Linked DNA regions of Mus musculus: regions 2 and 3 are each linked to region 1. The links are chromatin contacts, called in public HiChIP or PLAC-seq maps. All regions are on one chromosome and are shown on one strand. Each heading gives the region's core, a stretch centred on a gene start, on an enhancer-like site or on the middle of the called end of the contact. The rest is flanking DNA. Distances are from core to core; before and after follow the strand shown.

Region 1 (4,373 bases), core at 788-3,287:
TGTGTTTCTAAAAGTCCACCTGAAGAATCATCTTAAACATTGAATTGATACCCTCTTAGAAAATATATTTGTCCATGAGTAGTGAAATAACATTATAGTACACAAAGATGGACAGAGAGCATGAAGATCCCGTAAAAAGATTGTTCTCTGTCACATACTTTCAGCCACACAGATAAACCACTTCATGCCTGAAGAGGGAGCATTCCCTATCTGTCTTCAAGAATATGCCCCTGCCTACCTAAGATATGGGACTAAATAAGAGCACTGAGGAAAAATATCATTTCTGATTATCTCAGAATTTAACTTACCCACTTCCCTTGCAGGTCGCTGAGTGTGTGTGTGTGTGTGTGTGTGTGTGTGTGTGTGTGTGTGTGTGTGTTTTCAAATGAATGTGTGGATATGTATGTTTGTGTGGCATGGGGGTATATCTATGTGTATGGGGTTGGAGGTCAATCTCAGATATTAGTGCTTAGGAGGGATCTGCATTGTTTTGAGAAATAAGATCATATTTTATATTTCTTACTGAGGTTTGGGGCTGCCTGAATAATCTAGACAGGTAGCCAGAAAGCCCCCATAATTCCCCTGTTTCACCTTCACCAGTGCTAAAATTACAAGAGATTGCAAACATGCTTAGTTTTCTTATGTGTTGTTTGTTTGTTTGTTTTTAAGTTGGCACTGGGGTTTGCACTGAAGCTCATATGCTTGTGGGCCTAGCATTTTATTACTGAGCTATGAGCCAAGCCCCATCCTCTCCTCTTGCTTTATTTTTTTATATATATATTTTCATTATTTACATTTCAAATGTTAGCCCCTTTCCTGGTCGCCCCCCCCTCCCCCCAGAAATCCCCTATCCCATCCTTCCTCTCCTGACTTATATGAGGGTGCTTCCCCACCCACCAACCCACACCCTCCCTCCCGCCTCCCTACCCTGGCATTCCCCTACACTAAAGCTTAGAGTCTTCATAGGACCAAGGACTTCTCCTCCCATTGATGCCCAACAAGGCCAAGCTCTGCTATATATGAGGTTGGAGCCATTGGTCCCTCCATGTGTACTCTTTGATTGGTGGTTTCGTCCCTGGGAGCTCTGGGGAATCTGGTTGGTTGATACTGTTGTTCTTTCGATGGCATTTCAAACCCCTTCAGCTCCTTCAGCCTTATCTCTTAACTCCTCCATTGGGGACCCAGTGCTCAGTCCAATGGTTGCCTATGAACATTTGCCTCTGTATTTGTCAGGCTGTGGCAGAGTCTCTCAGGAGACAGCTATATCAGGTTCCTGTCAGCAAACACTTCTTGGCATCTGTGATAGTGTCTGGGTTTAGTGTCTGTATATAGGATGTATCCCCATGTGGGGCAGTCTCTAGATGGCCTTTCCTTCAGTCTCTGCTCTGAACACTGTCTGCTCAGTCTCTGCTCAGTCCCATGCCCATGGAATGGTAGGATTAATTATAGTAAAATGGCCATCTTGCCAAAAGCAATCGTCAGATTCAATGCAATCCCCATCAATATTCCAACTCAATTGTTAATAGAGTTAGAAAGAGCAATTTGCAAATTCATTTGGAATAACAGAAAAAAAAAGACAGGATAGGAAATCTATTTTCAACAAAAAAAGAACTCCTCTTGCTTTCTGGACTCCCAGTTTTCAATAACTTTTCTTTCCTTTAGGTTGCTCCCAGCACATTTTACAAGGCACGCCACTGCAAATTTCTCATGAGCTTTAGATTCTTCGTTTCATGTGAGTGCTACTGTAACCTAGTAAATAACAGCATTAAGCACTTCCTGCAGAAGCTGATGGTCTACACATCCCCCTGTCACCCAGTCCAAGTGCACCTTTCTGTTGAGTGGATGTAACCACAGTGATGACTTTTTTTTTCCCTCAAAGGATCAGTAGTTGCCACTAAATGATTTTGCTAGTGAATAAGTGCTTACTACATTAAGGTTCATTCCTTTTACCTGAATCTCAGAGAAGCAGAAAGCACATCTGATGGAAAGTAAAGTGGTTTCGTATATATGACCGACTTCCTGCCCTTGTGTGATAACAAGCACATTGAACTGAAAAAGCCTCTCACTTCACAACTGGCCTGTATGATCAGAAGTGACTGGAGCAACCTTTCTGAACTTTGGTTTCCTTGCCTAAAAAGGACTTGGTTTAGAGGAAGTTCAGTAGTTGTCATGCTAATTTGTTCTATAGGGAGGTTTCACAAAAGCTCCATATACATACCAGTATATTGTTCTCTTGGCACAGTTTTAACTCCACAGCACGAAGTTTATATTTTCTCAAATTCTAGTTTCTAGAATCCTATAGGTAAATCAGTGTCTCCCAAGAACAGAGTGAGTACAGACATCTCTGGCAGGAGACCCTACCAGCACTCACTGTCCCCTGGGGAATAGCTTTACTAGATTTTGTTGAATAGCCAAGAATATATCTGATGGACATAGGTTGGAGGCCTCTTCTCCCCTATGAAACATGGACAATGCACAGCTATCAGGAGACTCTAATGGAGGGATATCTGTAAAACAATGTGTGTATGAATTAGAAGGAATAAGATATAAGCAGAGATTTCACTGATTATTCTCAACCTGATTTATCAATCTTATGTTACTTCATGGTTATTGAAAATAATTTCAAAGGGCTAGGGGAAAACCCCAGTGGGTAAAAGGACCTGCCACAGGGGGATTAAAATCTGAGTAAAAATCTCCAAAATTCACACAAAGCTAGAAATAGAAGCATGTTTCTGTGTATTACCAGCCCTTCTAATGAGAGATGGGAGTGGAAGACAAGGGAATCTATGGAGGCTCATGAGCTAGGTAACCTAGTGTGTGCAGTGTCTGTCTAAAGAAAGTTGAAAGATGATGACATCCAAGGATGGTGTTTCATCTCAACCAACGTACTATGTCAGTAGTATTCCTTCACTCACAGAGACAGACACATACACGCAGGAGTTTATAAAAATTATTTCAGGACTGGATTAACTGTTGCAGTCACCAATTGCCAATAAAGTAAAACTAGTCATTTTACTATGATTTTGATATGTTTAAGTGACTTTCTTTGACCAATGTATAAATTATATAATATAGAAATTGTAGGTATTTGGGAATTAACTTTATATTGTAAGTCAAAGTGTTAAAATCATTAAAGGTTGAGGTCATGACACATGAGCAAATTCAACCAAGAAGAGTAGACAGCAGGAAATAATCAAACTCAGGGCTGAAATCAACCAAGTGGAAACAAAAAGAACTATACAAAGAATCAACCAAACCAGGAGCTGGTTCTTGGAGAAAATCAACAAGACAGATAAACCCTTAGCCAGACTAACTAAAGGGCACAGGGACACTATCCTAATTAACAAAATCAGAAATGAAAATGGAGGCATAACAAGAGAAACCAAAGAAATTCAAAAAATTATCAGATCCTACTACAAAAACCCATACTCAACCAAAATAGAAAATCTGGATGAAATGGATAATTTTCTAGACAGACACCAGGTACCAAAGTTAAATCAGTATCAGATAAACATCTAAACAGTCCCATAACCCCTAAAGAAATAGAAGTATATTTGACTTTTGGAATAGCATTGTAACAAATGAAAAAAAAAAAAAACACCTGATTAAAATAAAAAAATCCCCCCCCCGAAAAAAAGATATAGAAGCAGCCATTAAAAGTAAGATGGGTTTAGTGCAAAATTCTGTCAGACCTATAAAGAAGACCTAATTCCAATACTCTTCAAACTATTCCATGAAATAGAAACAGAAAGAACACTACCTAATTAGTTCTATAAGGTCACAATTACTCTGATAACTAAACCACACAAAGACCCAAAAAAGAAAGAACTTCAGGCCAATTTCCCTTATGAGTATCGATGCAAAAATAATCAATAAAATTCTCACAAACAGAATCTAAGGACACATCAAAACAATCATCCATCCTGACCAAGCAGGCTTCACCCCAGGGATGCAGGGATGGTTTAATATACAGAAATATATAAATGTAATCCACTATATGAAAAAACTGAAAAAAAAACCACATATAGTACACGGTTTTGTTTGGGGGGGTTGTTTTTTGGGGTGGTTTTGTTTGTGTGTTTGCTTTTTAAGTGAGATCACAAGTGGAGGAAGCTAAGGGTAGAATTTGCATTTGCAGATTCCATTCAGCAGCTGTTTTTCAAAGAGAGTATTGCACTCTATACAAAGAAAGTATCAGATTTCCAGAGAGAAAAGGTTTATTGAGGCTTACAATTTCCCTCTGTCTATCCTGGTGGGCCAGACATGGCAGTAAAAGCTTGTAGCAGCTGGTTGGTCAAAGCATCTGCAGTCAAGAAGCAGAAGGGGATAAATGTCCGAACACAGCAAGGATTCTCCTTTTTGATGCAGCACAG
Region 2 (4,373 bases), core at 487-2,986, 470 kb before region 1:
TATCATAAAAATGACAGTCAATTGTAATATGTGGTAAATTCTAAAGGTATTACCAAGTATACATTTTTCTATTTTTTTAGAACATTTAGGAAAAATATCTGTTTAGGATTATTTTTACTAATTTTTTTAAACTAAACCTTTGAGACTCAAGCATGTGCTACAGTACATTTAAGTGATCCTAAAACTCTGTGAAAATAATTGCTGAGTTGGCCATTCTGCAGACTCCACATTCTAACAGATCCTGATAGAATTAAACGTCACTGTCCCTTTAGGAGTGGTACTAGAAGATTTTTAGCAGAAAAAAATGACAGTGGTAATAAGGAAAAATTCAAAGCATTCCCCAAAATTTGATGTAATTTGTTCATGTTCTGTGTTCTTTGTTTGGGCAATGACTCCTAGCTAACACTTTAAAAAAGAAAAAGACAAAGAAAAGATAGGCTAGTGAGTAAAAGAAAATTCACAGAAAACATATATATATCCAACTATAAATTCATGACTAGAACATATAAACAATGCTTACAGCTTATTAGGAATAAGTGACATAATTTTAAACAGCAGAAACATGACCAAATTGATAACATGTTAATAAAAAACAAAATGGGAAGACTAGCAAATATATAAGGAATACTTATGGGATTCTTAAGGATTCCTTAATATAAGAATTATAGAAAAAGAAATGAAGTGAGAATGAGATGAAGCTTTTTGCCGATTACAAGAGTACCACAGGGGATGAGGAGCACAGGGACTCCTCTTCTTTTGGTAAGTCAGGTGCATTGTGTGAGCCATTCTAGGGTTTCTTAGACATTAACTATGAACCCGTCACATGGCCTTGCTGCTTTATTCCTAGGCACTGAACCCAGAGAAATGGAAGCATACATTTATACTAACACTTATATCTTTAACTTTTAAAATAATCGAACCATGATCAATACATAGAAAATAATACTTTTAAGTCATTTTCCCATCAAATAGACCCGTACTTCAAAAGACTATTAAAATTTGAATATTATTTTATTTCATGAGAAGAGACCAAAATGATACACTCATCACCTATTTTCTAAAAATATTGGTAAAAGAGAAAATCATCCTAGAACAATCCTAAGGATTGGATTTATGAAGATACTATGGAACACTAAAGTATAATTTGGCACAAGTCTAATAAAAAGACAAAAAAATAAAATAATGTTAAGAAAAATAGACTAAGCCCATGGTGTTATTTCATGAAATAGTACTAAGATATTCAAACTTGTGTTTCAGAGCATTTCATAAAGACAAAGATCAAAATTAGGCAGTCATATCTGAAGTGGGTATTAGAGAGCCATGTACCATCTTTGGCCTCACTTGGGCTTGCTATCATTCAGGTTGATGGTGGTCATATGGTTTCATGCCTTCCTGGATTCTCATGCTACCACATTCATATTCTGATGAACCAGATCTCACATTGGCCATCTTCACATCTTGAAATATTTTCTAATGGGTCAAATGTTTTTATTCATGTTGCTACTGCTTACCTTTATATTTATGAACATTAGGAGCATCCACCACTGAGGTGTAAAAGAGTAAAATTGAAGACATTATTGAACACATGAAGCAATTTTGAGTAATTGACACAAAGAAAGCAAATTTGGAGGGAAACAGCTCATAGAGGATTCCATTAGATTTTCACCCCCATTTCCAGACTGCAAAGCTAATTTCCATGTTAAGATCACCACAGACCTTCAGCAAAGTTGCCTGTGGCTTGGTTCTGCTCATGAAGAGTTTACTATCTTTCCAGTATTTAAATATGCACATGTTGTTGGGAGCCGCCCCCACATTCGCCGTCACAAGATGGCGCTGACATCCTGTGTTCTAAGTGGTAAACAAATAATCTGCGCATGTGCCAAGGGTATTTTATGACTACTTGTACTCTACCTTTCCCGTGAACGTCAGCTCGGCCATGGGCTGCAGCCAATCAGGGAGTGATGCGTCCTAGGCGAAATATAACGCTCCTAAAAAAGGGGACGGGGTTTTCCGCCATTCTCTCTCGCTGGCATCTCTCTGGCTCTGCGCGCCCTGCGCTCGCTCGCTGCCTAAAGATGTAAACAATAGAGCGCGCGCGCCGGAGCTCTGGCTCCTAAAGATGTAAGAAGGGGGCTTTCGTTTTTGGGGCTGGGCGCTGGGCGCTTGCCCTCCTGGCTCCCAAAGATGTAAGCAATAAAGTTTTGCCGCAGAAGATTTTGGTTTGTTGCGTCTTTCCTGGCCGGGCGTGAGAACGCGATTAAGAACATGTTATTCACTTTGCAACAGCCAACGAAAATAGATAATTGTGTGCCTTAAATGAACTGCAGATATTTTTGCAGTTTGTGGCTGTTGAGGTAGGAAGGAACACTTTTCTTTGGCCTCTGAAAGGTTTCCTGTGCTCCAGTAGGTAGTCCCACCCCTATGAATATATGGGCAGCATTTATTAGACTTATCAGGTTATTGTTTAAAAATTAGACAAAATGTGAAGCTATATGGGAGATAGATTTGGGGGGTTCTAGGAGGAGCTAGACCCTAGGGAACAGGCATGAAAAAAAATTCTTTCTATACATGTTGATAATTTTTAAACACTAAATAAAAATATTTAATATTACTCTCTTCAATATAAATGTTGTTGCTTTGACAGTTTGGATATGATACTTTAGGTCAGATTAACAATGGAAACTATCTAACATGTACAAATGTAACAAATTTATTCCTTCCCATTTCTGCTATTCATGTTCTATATTAAGTGGTGTCATTCATAACTCAATTGACAGCTACAAAATCAGCTGCTTTAGAAACGTGAAGCCTTTGCCCAATAATTCTTCCCATATATTTCAGGAACATAAATAATTGAGGCTTAAAAGGAATGCTATCTTTGCTCTGTTTCAAAAGAACAAAGAGTGAATATCTTTTCCACTTCTTAAAAAGCCTTTTACATCATAGATCAAATCACTTACCTTTGAAGAAACCAATATTAATATTTCCTTTTCATCTTATAGTGCTTATACAGCAGTCCAGATGGTTTCCACTCATCTGCCACTTAGATATAAATTCTCGATATTCTTTAAAGATGTGACTCCAACTATTTTTGCTTTAAAAACTATACAAAGGCACACCAAATGAATGGCTTTCCCTAAATTATCTATCCAATCAGATGATGACAGTTAAAATCATTGGAAAGAGAACTGGATGTTCAATGCTTATTAGAGTAGTAGTCGTGCTCCCAGTTGAGCTTAAAAATTATGTCTCTTAGTAATACCAGAAGCTATACCCAGAAAGTCTCAGCAACATGACTGCCTAAAAGTGAGCTGAACAAGCATGACACCAAGGAACATGCCAAACTTCATAGTGAAAAGCCCAGCAGGCCTCAAAGCTATACAAAGACCTAGTAAAGCTGACACATTGAGAACTGGCTCTACTGGAAAGGACCACACCAATTGCTTGCCCAGTGCCAGTCAGTCCTGAAAACATACCTAATAATAGCACTATATAGTCTGAGCCGATTATATTTAGGAATACACACACACACACTCACCATGTGTGTGTGTGTATAAATATATGTTGTGTTGTTGTGTGTGTGATGTGTGTATACACATATACATAATGCATGCAATAATAGGATTTAAAAAGGAAGTCACATATTTGAAAGAATCCGAGGAAGGGTACATGGCAGTGTTTGCAGTAAAGAAAGAAAAGGGAAAGATACTGTAATTATATTATAATCTAAAAAAAAATTAAAACTACAACGAGACAAAACAAAACAAAACCTCACCTAGGGGGCAGCAGGATGGGTCAGTACCCGCTGCCCATCCCAACAACTAGCTTGAATAAACTAGATAGACAAATAAAGACTGGCTTTATTCTTTACAGTTGGACTGATTTGTTCTGCTTTTCCCCAGTGACTTCATTGGAGCAAGGTTTGTTAGCATTTAGCGCTGCTCCTTCGGCAGTTATAATCTTTCTAAGTTTGACAAGATTGAAGTAATTTCAAATTGTTTTCAAGGCTCACTTTCAATTCATGTTTAAATTGCCGCATATGAACCATGTAAAACACTTGTTTCAATGAGAACATGACGCTCACATTTAGTATTTACACAATATGAAATAAATCATGTCAGAATTAATAATGTCTAATTCTATTAATGTCAGAAAAGATTAACACAGGTTCTCACTTCTAAGCAGACTTACCCGGTTCCCTTTGAATTATTCTTGACAGTGTTAAAATTAGACTAAGCCTACAAATAAAATAGGCTAGCGTATAAATTGGAGTAATAAATTAGGACATTGTGTAAGTAAAGAAAGGTATCTGTGGTACAAAGCTTCTTTGATTGAAAATCATTTGAATGTTTGTCACCAATAACAACCTCCAA
Region 3 (4,373 bases), core at 706-3,205, 260 kb after region 1:
TTTTCATGGTATCCCAGATTTCTGTATACTTTGTGCCAGGAATTTTTTAGATTTAACATTTTCTTTGACTGATATATAAATTTCTTATACTGTATCTTTTATGCCTGGGATTTTCTCTTCCATCTCTTTTAGTCTCTTGGTGCTGCTTACATTTGTTGTTCCTGTTCCTGTTCCCATTCCTGTTCATCAGACCTGCAGTTTCAGAAGCATACTGGTTAGACTCTCTTTTGCACCATCTTTCCTACCTACTGAGTACTCTGGGACACTCCCAGCTTCCCTGAGCTGCCAGCTATCCCTGGCATACCTCAAGTACCCCAATACCTCTCTGCTCACATTTATCAGACCTGTGGATCCAGTACCATATAACCCAAGGGTACCCATCAGAGGCCTGGCTCAGACGATCATTGAGGTTAGCCCCTCCCAATACTTACTTCAATGGAAACATCCAGACAATAAAGCTATCCAGATGGCTAAGGGCACTCGAAAGAAAGAACACAATCAACAAAAACCAGGGAAAATGAGACCTTCAGAACATAGCGAACCTACTACAGCAAGCCTTGGATATCCCAACACAACCAAAACAGAAGAAAATGACCCTAAATTCAATCTTATAGAGATGATAGACACTTTTAAAGGTGAAATGAATAAATCCCTTAAAGAAATACAGAAAAATACAACCAAATAGTTAAAGGCCTTTAAAGAGAAAACAAATAAACTCCTTAAAGAAATACAGGAAACCACAATTGAGCAGATGAAGGAAATAAATAAATAAAACTGTTCAAGAACTCGAAATGGAAATAGAATCAATAAACACAAACTGAGGGTATCCTAGGAACAGAAAACCTGGAGTACAGAAGATAAGGATAATCTTAAGTCCTTTCATATTCAGAAGTAGGTGGTACTCAGAGAATCAGTAAGAGACGTTTTTCAAAGTTGGCTCACTTTTTAGAAGGGCTTGTTACATGAGAAATAAACTTAGCTTATTAGCAAAACATTAATCAAGGTCTAATAATAATCTCCATCCCAATTGTGTTGAATACCTAGTTATTAGTTTGTTGTGCCTCCTAGTATCAATGTGAAATGAAAATATAGAAGAGACACAGTGAACTATTTTCAGATTTTAAAAAGCCTGTTTATGACATTTATTACTAAATAAAAAGATAAAATTTAATTAATTTTACGATGAAACGGAAGAGCCACCCTCTGACTCCTTTAATTGCTGCTACTGTCACTGTCAAAAGAAAAAGAGCTAACTAGGATCATGTAGAATAACTCGGTCTTGAGATGCTTTTATGTCTTATTTAACATAAAATTATTTCCTCACCTTTTTAGTTGCCCCACTGGCATCAGGAGTAATTTAACTGTATATTATTAACTGGTATGATTATGAAGAAATATGTGCAAACAAATAGTTCTAAACAGACCCTTAAAATATTGACCATAGCTCTAGAACTTAAGAATGTGATGATAAACACTATTAATGTGGTTGAAAATACCTAACTAGGTCTTCAGTAAGGTGGTGCAGAGTTATTTCGGCAATGCTGTTTAACTTCTGAGAATTGCAGCTACTGGTAATTTCTTACTAGAACAGGATTTCCTTGGTTTTCAGAAAACTACACACATCAAATACACATCAGCAACCCCAGGCTGCAATCAGTTTGATGAGCAGAGGACAATTATAAGGCTGCTTTATTAGTTTTTTTTTTTCCCCTCGCAGAATTTTTCTAATTTCTTTTTCCTTTTTCTCTAAAAAGCAAGGGGATCTTGAAGGTCAGCCTGAGGAAAACAAACATTAATTCTCTTCACAGGTTGGACTTTTCTTTGATTCTATTTCTCTTTTCTCATGTGTTGTTGTTCTTCTTGAAAATGGTCTTAGTGAACCTTTGGGATACCTCACTTATTATCAGTGAAAAAAATTCTTCTAGTGTTTCTTTGGAATTTCCCCTTCTGATCTACAATGAGTCACTGAAATGGAACTCAGGCTCTCAGTCCTGTGGACTCAGAGGACCTCAGACAGGTTGGAGTAGCAAGTTGCTGCCTAATTCATGATTTACATTAGCTCTCCAGAGGAAGTGGTTCTGTTTACCACAAATTGTACATTTTCTTAGTATAATCTGAACTCCACGAAGACTAAGCTTTGGTACTATGTTAAATTAAAAGCAAGTCTGTGGCAAAAAGTCCTATTTGAAAGAGCAATTTTATCATTTTAGAAGAGTAGTCAACCTTAACTTTTCCACTTTAAAGGCAAACCTCTCTCCCTAAATGTCAAAGTGTGCTCTTGTCAACAAACCTATGCAACAAACCTAGATGGGAAAAGGCTAGTCACAAAGCAAGAAAAAATTTTGAATTAATATTTAAAAAATAAAAAAGCAGTAATGGACTCGCTGTATTACAACTATAAAAAAGTTATGATACAGGTGTTAGCATAGAGATCATTTCCATTTTCTTTGAAGAATTGCCTTGACCTGGCTGAAATTATCTTGCTTAAATAATTTTTTTAGAATCCAGAGGCATGGACATAGAGTCTAGAGTTTTATCATGTTACTTGTCCAGGCTTATTTTCTCCATGAAATTCTAAGTTCTTAATTTATGTTAATTTTATTATATTTCCAGACAGCAAATTATATTTGAGAGGTTAGGGTACTTTTATATAGCCATGACCTGCAGTGTATATGTATGATGGTCAATCAAATCCAAAACAAAACAAGCACTTATTAAAATGACCCCTGATCTAAAATCCCAAATCAAAGAAAACACAGTTTTACTTCACATTTGTGCCTAGTCTGTGGAAAGTTCCCGGGGCGAATACTAAGATGTTCTCAAGGGCTGATGACTAAGCTTGATGGTCAAGTATTTATCTGCCATGTTTAAAGCTCTGAGATGGATTTCCTGCAGTAGACAAAAGAGAAAAAGGCTTTACTCACAGCTACTTCCCCAAGAGAAGGGAGGAGAGCAATGCCCGGGAAAGGAATATAGAAAATTGAATGGTAGAGGAAGGCACAGCTCCTAGGGTAGCTGGAGGACAAAGGACAATCAAGAATAGTTGTCACAAGTATTAGGCCCTTCCCAAGAGTATGGCAGACAGTGCAGAATTCACAACTCAATACACCTACTTATGTTTCAATTGGTCACCTCCAAAAATTTTCATGATTAAAATACTGACTATCAGCCAGGCAGTGGTGGTACATGCCTTTAATCCCAGCACTTGGGGGGTGGGGGTTAGAGGCAGGCAGATTTCTGAGTTCAAGGCCAGCCTGGTCTGTAGAGTGAGTTCCAGGACAGCCAGGGCTACACAGAGAAACCCTGTCTTGAAAAATCAAACAAACAAACAAAAATTGACTACCTAATTTTGCTGTTACATGAGTGGAAAGTGCTAAAACCAAGAGCCATGTTTTTGGGGGTTTTGTTGTTGTTGTTTTGTTTTGTGTTTTTGTTTTTTAAAAAAGACTTAAAATATTTTATGTCACAGCCATGGTCTAATACTGTTTATTTACAAAATCTCTTTATGTAATCTCCAACTTATCATTTATATTCTTCTTCAAGCCTCAGACAGTCTTTGTGGGATGAGGAATCCAGAAAGACAGTAACAAAATCCTTAAGCTTAAAAGTTATTTCAAACCAAGTCAGTGGTAAGAAACTCTATGCATAAAAATGTCACATTTATTTGATCATTAGAGAAAGTGCTAAAAATATTATCCTTGCCCTAACAAAATAATGAGAAGACATAAAATTCACTTGAACCTTTTAACCCTACCTAAGATCTGACACACATTGTCAAGCCAAGGGCAACCTAATGGTGTTTTTTTGGGAGCTTATAAAACTGTCAGTGATCATGCAAAGTTTGTAGCTAATTTCTTAGTTCCATATTAAAGACCAAGCTGCCATCCCTTAGTGGAAAAGCAAGGACATACGAAACAAGGAAAGAGATTGCTGGGTCAGGCAACAAAAGATACATGAGCTACAGAGTGACTAAAGTAGTAATAAAGCCAACTAAGAGTTAGACAATTTAACTTCCTTTTGTGCTGGCAATGTTACCCACTTAAAGAACTAAAAATACCTCCTCCTGAGAGAGACACTTGTTTTCCTAAAAGCAACCTACCTTCTAACCATTGACAAGACTTAATGCCTGGGCACACAAAAACCATCGTTAGAAATGGGAAATCCAAAGTTTGGCCTCTCTTTTCAGTTTCTCTCATATTATCCCACTGAGTCTCATCAGTTACCTTCATAAGGGAAAAAAAAGTTCTCTATTCAAGTGAACAAATAAAACCTAATACTGGGTCACTGACTGTTATTCTTCCACTGTAGTACAAGCTTGAGAAATAGACTGTCTACAGAGGTGAAACCTAAATCTAAGCTCGTATCAAAATAAT

Evidence for each region. HiChIP or PLAC-seq counts read pairs in DNA pulled down with a chosen protein or histone mark.
Region 2: a contact with region 1 is called in a BATF HiChIP or PLAC-seq map of CD8 T cells, with 5 read pairs. The contact joins two enhancer-like sites. A contact is called at or near these places in 2 of 484 Hi-C or Micro-C datasets (adipose-derived mesenchymal stem cells and bone marrow-derived macrophages) and 1 of 115 datasets of contacts at active chromatin or transcription factors (CD8 T cells).
Region 3: a contact with region 1 is called in a BATF HiChIP or PLAC-seq map of CD8 T cells, with 15 read pairs. The contact joins two enhancer-like sites. A contact is called at or near these places in 1 of 484 Hi-C or Micro-C datasets (Th1 cells) and 2 of 115 datasets of contacts at active chromatin or transcription factors (CD8 T cells and regulatory T cells).

Annotation. Positions count from the first base shown.
Region 1 is chr13:5,406,589-5,410,961 of GRCm38.p6, forward strand. No RefSeq gene overlaps it. Among named protein-coding and RNA genes, the nearest start is that of Gm40660, 46 kb to the right of the region's middle. Within about 2 kb of position 2,038, at least 19 of the 459 cell types and tissues checked have an H3K27ac peak or open chromatin away from gene starts, as enhancers often do. A contact at or near this core is called in CD8 T cells and regulatory T cells, where this site is marked.
Region 2 is chr13:4,940,860-4,945,232 of GRCm38.p6, forward strand. No RefSeq gene overlaps it. Among named protein-coding and RNA genes, the nearest start is that of Gm40658, 220 kb to the left of the region's middle. Within about 2 kb of position 1,737, at least 29 of the 459 cell types and tissues checked have an H3K27ac peak or open chromatin away from gene starts, as enhancers often do. A contact at or near this core is called in CD8 T cells, where this site is marked.
Region 3 is chr13:5,664,821-5,669,193 of GRCm38.p6, forward strand. No RefSeq gene overlaps it. Among named protein-coding and RNA genes, the nearest start is that of Gm35330, 58 kb to the right of the region's middle. Within about 2 kb of position 1,956, at least 40 of the 459 cell types and tissues checked have an H3K27ac peak or open chromatin away from gene starts, as enhancers often do. A contact at or near this core is called in CD8 T cells and regulatory T cells, where this site is marked.